2 separate regions of the Ovis aries genome follow, and region 1 is linked to region 2. A link is a contact called in public Hi-C data. All regions are on one chromosome and are shown on one strand. The core of a region is the stretch at or near the end of the contact, and the rest is flanking DNA. Distances in the headings are between cores, read along the strand shown. Region 1 holds the start of KMT2C (lysine methyltransferase 2C). Region 2 overlaps KMT2C (lysine methyltransferase 2C).

What was found. Hi-C and Micro-C count contacts between places; a contact is called where the count stands out from the background.
Region 1: a Hi-C map of hypothalamus shows a contact between it and region 2, with 3 times the contacts expected there. The contact joins the promoter of KMT2C here to the enhancer-like site in region 2. A contact is called at or near these places in 2 of 16 Hi-C or Micro-C datasets (hypothalamus and muscle).

What each region holds. Positions count from the first base shown.
Region 1 is chr4:116,460,579-116,464,045 of ARS-UI_Ramb_v3.0, forward strand. KMT2C (lysine methyltransferase 2C) reads right to left here and starts at 1,562. Exons shown (of 60, transcript XM_060415214.1): 1 at 1,171-1,562. The coding sequence starts at 1,331.
Region 2 is chr4:116,351,266-116,354,787 of ARS-UI_Ramb_v3.0, forward strand. The region is part of intron 6 of KMT2C (lysine methyltransferase 2C); the gene reads right to left. Among named protein-coding and RNA genes, the nearest start is that of KMT2C, 110 kb to the right of the region's middle. Within about 2 kb of position 1,871, at least 16 of the 54 cell types and tissues checked have an H3K27ac peak or open chromatin away from gene starts, as enhancers often do. A contact at or near this core is called in hypothalamus, where this site is marked.

The DNA.
Region 1 (3,467 bases), core at 312-2,811, 110 kb after region 2:
AAAAAGCCAAACTAGAACAAAAACCCAGAGAATCCGTAAGTGAGCTGCTCTCCGCGGCGTCCGCTGCACCCTTGCACTAGCAGGAGACGACCATATAATGAAATGAGTAAGCACCCAAGCCATTCTACAACTCCGAGGGCGGCCACGGACCTGCTCGGCACCCTCGAGAGCCACGAGTGCTCTGCGCCTCCCCGGTACGAAACGGCTTTCTGGATTCCACGGGCAAAGTTGTCCGAGAACCACACTGCAAAAAGGCATTTCTAACAATCGAAAACCGGCGCTGCCCAGCCCCGGGGTGCCGGCTCCGAAGCACCCAAGAGCCGCTCCGGCCCCGCTCACAGCTCGGAGGCGGCTCCTCGAGGCGAGTTCGGTCGCGGTTTCCATCGGTCCGGAGCTGCACCAACGTGCTCCTCACGCTCGGCCGGCGGTTGGGAGCGACGTTTCCAAAAACTTGGCGCTCGCGGTCCCCGCGCGGCCACCACACGGAGTTTGAGCGGCTCGGGCCGGGCGGTGCGGGCCGGGCGGGGGAGGGGAGCGGCCGTGAGACTTCCCGACGCGCCGGTGAAGCCCCGGAGCCCGGGGCTGGCGGGGGCGGGGAGGCGAGTAAAGTTAAAGCCGCGGCCGACTGACAGAAGCAGCCCGGCTCCGGCCGCTGCTCGCCGCCCGCCGGCCGGCCCGGGGGACCAGCTGGCCCCGGCGTTTTGACAGCTCGGCGAGCGCCCGGGGGGCGCCGAACGCGAGGCCGGCCCCGCGACTCCCCAGCTGCGCCTCGGGCTGGGATAGCCAACGAGCCGGCGAGGCCCAGCGGCGGCTACGAGAAATTTCTCCAAACACAGAAGCCCCAGAAACCGCGGCACCGGGGCCCAAACTAAAAAAAAAGTAAAGTGTGGCGGCGGCGCGGGCCGTCGGGGGCCCGGCGGCGGAGGGCGGTGCGGGGCGCCCGCGGGAGGCCGGGCGCCGGCGCGCGGGGCGCGGGACGGGCGCGCGGGGCGGGCGGGCGCCCCCGGGGCCCGGAGCCGCGCGGCCGGCGGGGCCCCACCCCCACCCCGCGGAGGCGGCCGGGGGCGCGCGGGGGCGGCGGGGCCCGGGGCGCGCCGGTGACAGCTCCGGGCCGGCCCGCCGCCGCCGCCGCCGCTGGCTCCCGGCCTGGCTCCCTCACACTCAACTTACTTCTTTCTGGCTCTCTGGAAAGGGGAAGCGCCATCTTTGCGAGGCCGGCCCCGAGGTCTTTTGTCTGCGGCTGCGGGGCTCGGGGCCGGGGCTCCGGGCTCCTCGGGGGGTGGTGGCGGCGGCTGCGGCTGCTCCGCGCTCTTGTCCTCCTCCGACGACATCCTAGTCACCAGGAAAGACACATGGATCCCGGTCCTCCTCCTGGGGGGCTCCTCCCGCCGCCGCCGCCGCCGCCGCCGCTGCTGCTCGGGTTCCTCCTCCCCGGCTCAGCCTCTCGCATTTCCCGCAGCCCCGGGAGCAGCAGCAGCAGCAGCAGCAGGTACCGGGAGAGGCGGCAACATGGAGCGAGCAGGACACGCACTCACACACATACGCGCGGGCGCGCGCACCTCGGCGCGCAGGGGCCGGGCGGGGGGCGGCGGGCGGGGCGGCGGGCGGGAGGGAGGGGCCGGGCCGGGGCGGGGAGCGCGGGCGGGGCCGGCGCGCGGGCGCCGGGCGGTGCGGGAGCGGGCGCGGGCGGCGCCGGGCGGGGCGGGGCTCCTGAGGGGTAGGGGTGGGGGCAGGGGCAGGGGCGGGGGCGGCCAGCCCCGGGGGTCTCCGCCCGCGCCCCTCCCCCAGGCCGCCCGCGGCGGGGAGGAGAAAGGGGCCGCGGCTCGGGGAGCGGCGGCCCCGCGGGCGGGCGGGGGTCGCGCCCCCCGCCGGCGGCCCCTCCCCTGCGCGAGCCGCGTCAGGCGGGGCGGCGGCGGCGGCGAAGTTTTGACAGCTGCTCCAGTTGTTGTTGTGGGTTCCGGGCTGCGCGAGAGCGCCGGCCCCTCAGCGCCCGCGCCCGCCCTCCGGGGCTGGGGAGGAGGAAGTTTTGCGGGTGTGCATGTACCACACACACACGCACACACAGACACACACACACACTCGACCGGGGCCGTCGCGCGAGGGCCGCCGCCGGGTCTGCCCCGACCGCCCCCGCACCTCAGCCCTCTCAAACTCGCCGCCGGTCTCGCCCACACACGGCCGCCGCGACGCCCCCGCCCCCTCCCCTTCCCCCCCCCCGCCGGCCCCCGCCGCCCCCCGCGCGCCGCCGCCGCCGCCGCCGCTGCCACTCACGGGGGGGCTCGCTCCGCGCATGCGCCGCCCGCGGACGCGCCGCCGCCGCTGACCTCACCGCCCCTCCCCCGCCCCCGCTCCCTCCTCCTCTGACGCGGCGGCCCCGGCTGCGCCGCGGCTCCGGCTCCGGCCCCGGCCCCGGGAGAACGCCAAACTGCGGAGGAGGCAGTCCGGGATCGGGGTCCCGGGGAGCGCGCGGAGGCAGGGCGAGGACGGGGGCAGGGCCGCGTCCCCGCTCCGGAGGCGCTCGGCCCCCCCACCCCCCCACAAAGCCGCGGACGGGAGGGCGGGTGGGTGCGAGATGGTCGCGCCCCGGCGCGCGGCCGGCCCGGGCTCCCCCTTCGGCGCCCCCGCCCCACCCTCGGCGGGGCGCGGGGGGACCGGCCCGGAGGGACTGCGCCGGGCGCACGTTCAGCGTTCTTTCGTTTTTTTAATACGCGTCTGTGGAGAGAAAGAAATGGAGTGCAACTTCGTTCTAATCCTATTCCAGGGGTACTTTCGTTATTGCCACGTCGTTTTCAAAATGATCCTGAAAGGGTTTATAAAGCTGTCAGACAAAAAGATGGCATTCTGAGGAATAAAAAGGCTGAAAGACATAATAAACCAAAAAAAAAAAAAACACCGACAACTTGATTTGAACGTTGGGTGAGATGCGATGAGGGGACAAAAATCGAAGGAGTTGTAAGCTGCCTCTTAGAATACGTGAAAAGGGTGAAAGAAAAACGGGCCTGAGGGTCAGAAACCTGAAATGGACACTTAATCAGAAAGGAGAGTTACAGATGTGAGTGGGATCCTGGGCTGCTTATGCCAACAGGGATCAACCCTGGGACAATGTGCTCTTGTGAGCCTGCCTTCCCGTTCACTAGCGGAGTGGAAAGATCGTAGATTTGAATGGGGACAAAATACTAAGAACTAGCAACCAACCATTTGCGAAAGCACAGGGGCAAACTCTCATTTTCCAGGCACACACTCTAGGCCGGACACCCAAGGCATTCTCAGGATTTTCATCAGTTTTCACACAGTTCTAGTATAAGGTAAGAATAATATGCCGTTTTTCCTGCTTTGTCGTTTGCCTTCACTTCCTCCCCAGTAGCCAGAATATAAACTTTCAATTGTGCTTTCTTATTTGGGCAAGTACAGTTTGATTTCCAGAGCCTGTTCTGACTAAAGCATAGCTTTTTGAAATGAGGATTACA
Region 2 (3,522 bases), core at 621-3,120:
AACGTGCTACTGCAAGAAACATGCTCTAAATATTAAAATACGAATAGGGTAAAATAAAAGGATGGAATTACATATACCATATTTACATTAGTCAAAAGAAAGCTGGGATGGGTATGTTAATATCAAAGTAGCTTTCAGAGTCAAATACAGGATTTTCCTGTTACAGTCACAGGTATCCTTATCAACAGCTTCCCTTTGATCGAAGTTTACAAAGTTCTTTTAATGTAACCACTAAATCTGTCACAGCCTCCCCAGGATGTTCAATAATTCGTTGCTGTAAACTAACAAGCACCTACTATAGTTCTATAGACAGAAACATGTTGAAACTGAGACACAATCCAACTTTATTTCAATGCAAAAAAAGGGGGGGGGGGGTGTTGTCTAACACGCATGCCTAAGACTACCATTCTTAGAAAGGCCTGCCTAGATGGCAGCAGGAGGCTGGGTTTGGAGAGGGTCCCCATGGCTCCCGAGGTGACGAAGGCAATTTACTGTGCCTGGATTATCTGTGCAAACAACGTGTCCTTCCCTTCTGGTACGTGACAGTCAGGAGGGCCTACACGACCAGCCCTCAGTAAAGACCTCGAGCGTCTCAGGGCAGAACCAGCAGACACATCGCCGTACTTCCCTTGCTGGAGGACAAGGGTACTCTGTGTGACCCCTCACGGGAGGGAGAGCACCGAGGAAACCTGAACACAGATGCTTCTAGACCTCGTCAACATCTCTTCCCATTAAGATCTTTCTACCGCATCAGGGCAGTAAGCCTCAGCCATAATTACAACTCTGTGATGAGGCCCTTGAGTCTGAGTCAGTCTCCAGTGTAGACGTGGTCTTGAGAACCCCTCAACACAAACACAGAACTCAGGTATGCAAGTGTTTCCTTCCTCTTAAAAAACTGTAAGGTAAAATGAAGACTAAATAACTGGAAATGTTTTATTTTACACTGCAAAGCACTAGGATTATGTAAAAAACAACAGTATTAGATAACATTATTCATAAAATAGGTACCTGGGACCATCTTACATATATGCAGGCCATGTTTTCAATGATCTTATATAAACCTACTTTCCACTGGTTAGAGAAGTGTGTGGAGATTTTTACTGCTATTGTCATTAAGGCTTTTTAAACAAAAATTACACTTACATTACACTGTTTACTTACATTGTAAATCTGTACTCCCACCTTATTACAGAAAAACTATTTTTGTTCTTTTTCAGCCTACAAAAAGAGCCCAAAGTACTTTTTAAAAAACTTGAAACTCTTCTTGTAGAAATTAGTTGGTTTTTACACGTACAAGTGGCACAAAATCAGCAGAATGGAATTGCGGTATGTACTTAGTCGCTCAGTTGTGTCCGACCCTTTGCGACCCCATGGACCACAGCCTGCCAGGCTCCTCTGTCAGTGGAGATTTTCCAGACAAGAATATGGAGTGGGTTGCCATGCCCAGTTCTCCCACACTGTAGGCGGATGCTCTACTGTCTGAGCCACCACGGAAGCCCAATGATGAGGGTGAAGACAACACGAGAACAAGAAACTATCGATTCTAAGTGGAGAGCTGCTAGGAGTAATGTTTTAAGGTTTGGTGGTACCCTCCAGGAATCCAAAGAGGAAAATAAAGGAGAAAAAGAGTTTAGCATATTCTTCTATCTAGCAAAAGACAGAAGTTCCCATGGAAACACTGAAGAACAATCCGAGGGAAATTCCAGAAAAACTGAACTGCTTGATAGTGAATGCAATTTAGCAACTGAGGAAATAATGTACTTGTTTTAAAATGGGAATAATGTTGCTGGTTGCAGGAGGCTTGGCAGCCTCGGCACTGCTGCAGCTGGGCTCCCTCTGCACAGCGCACGATGGCCAGCAGTGGCCAGCAGGGGCCAGCAGCGCACTCCCCACCCTGGGCCACCACGCTCAGCACTGCCCTTCACTGCCCGGCTCCACTCAGGAGCCGCTCGCCCCAGAGATGACTCCTTGAGGCACCAGAGATAAAATGACAAACCCACACAGTATCCACGCCCTCGTGACGCCTACCGCCCTAGTGGGGGCACCAAAAGTAATTCAATGCTCACAGTAACATGAATTGGCACACGTTGGTAAGCGATGGAAAGGAGAGATATGTACGTTCCAATAACAAAAAGGACACGTACTCAAATATTTCTTTCTTAAAAGATGTGAACAACCAAAAAGTTTAGAGCGTACAGACCAACCCATCTGAGCTTTGCATCTTGTTCTTTTCCATCACCTTAGATTGAAAGGTCCACTTCTACTTCAGTTTATTTCAGCATCTGTCGAAGGTTTTTTAAAAAAGGATTCCCACAAAAATAGGGGGATCTAAACAGAGGTACACGTTTTCAACGACCATTTTTCAATCCCAACCAAACTTCTCAAAAATTAGCCAGCAGAGTTTCACCTTCCAGAGTCAAAAAATATTAATTTTTAACAAATGGGTTTAAAACATACATCAACGCTTTAGAATATTTTACTCAGGAAATTCTGTGTCCAAGATTTTTTGGCAACAAATGTGAGAATATTTTGTTGTTTGTTTGAGTACAAACTTTCATTGTTTCTGGCAATAAGCTAACAATAGACACAGTTCCAAACATCTGTTACCAAAATGCTCAACCCCCAGCACTGGTTTCTTTGAGTGCATTCTCATTGCTGAAACATCACCTTTATCTTGAAGAGGCAGATTAAATGTTTATTTTCTTTACAGAGGCAGGTACCATAATTTATTCAGTCACATGCTGTCCTAATAATGGTCAACAAATTTGTGACACCTCTTTTTTTTTGTAAAATAAAGCCTGTTCTGGGCTCAACAGCACTTTTACAGGCTTTGCCCCTAAGGAACCTTTTGAGATTTCAAAGACTGTCACTGTCACACCTCCCCACCCTCGTCACTTCAGCAGAACTGTAAAAATGTCCTCTATTTTAGAAGGGTTCTTCTGACAAGTATAAATGTATAAACATGGATAAAATTCACCACAGTGGTGACCTCCTTTAACACTCTGGCACTTATTTTTTACGCGTAACTATGAATGACTCCATGAATGATTTTTAGTGCTACTCATTTAGGCCACAAACATTTACTGAGGAATGACCAAAACAGAAAAAGACAGTTATCAGAATGGCACTCTTATCTAGTGAGGAGAGACAGACAAGCCTAGTAAGTAAATACACACTGTGTTAGAGGCCGATAAGTACAGAGGAGAGAACAGTCCACCAGGGGTGTGACGGGAGGAGGCACCTGAAATTTTCAACAGGGAGCCCAGCAAAGACCTCCCAGATAAAGGAAACTTGAGTAAATACCCAGAGGGAACGAGGGAGGAAGCCATGCATGCATCTGAGGACACCAGTCAGCATAGAGGGAACAGGACCTCAGTAAGACCAAGGAGGTTAGGGAGGCCGAAGGCAGCGAGGGAGGGGAAGGGTTACTGTGAGCAACCTCTCAGAAGCGCCCGAGGGGATCCTGAAGATCAGGGAGACCCAGCTGGTCAGTAACGACTGGCTTTTTTTTTATTCTTAACA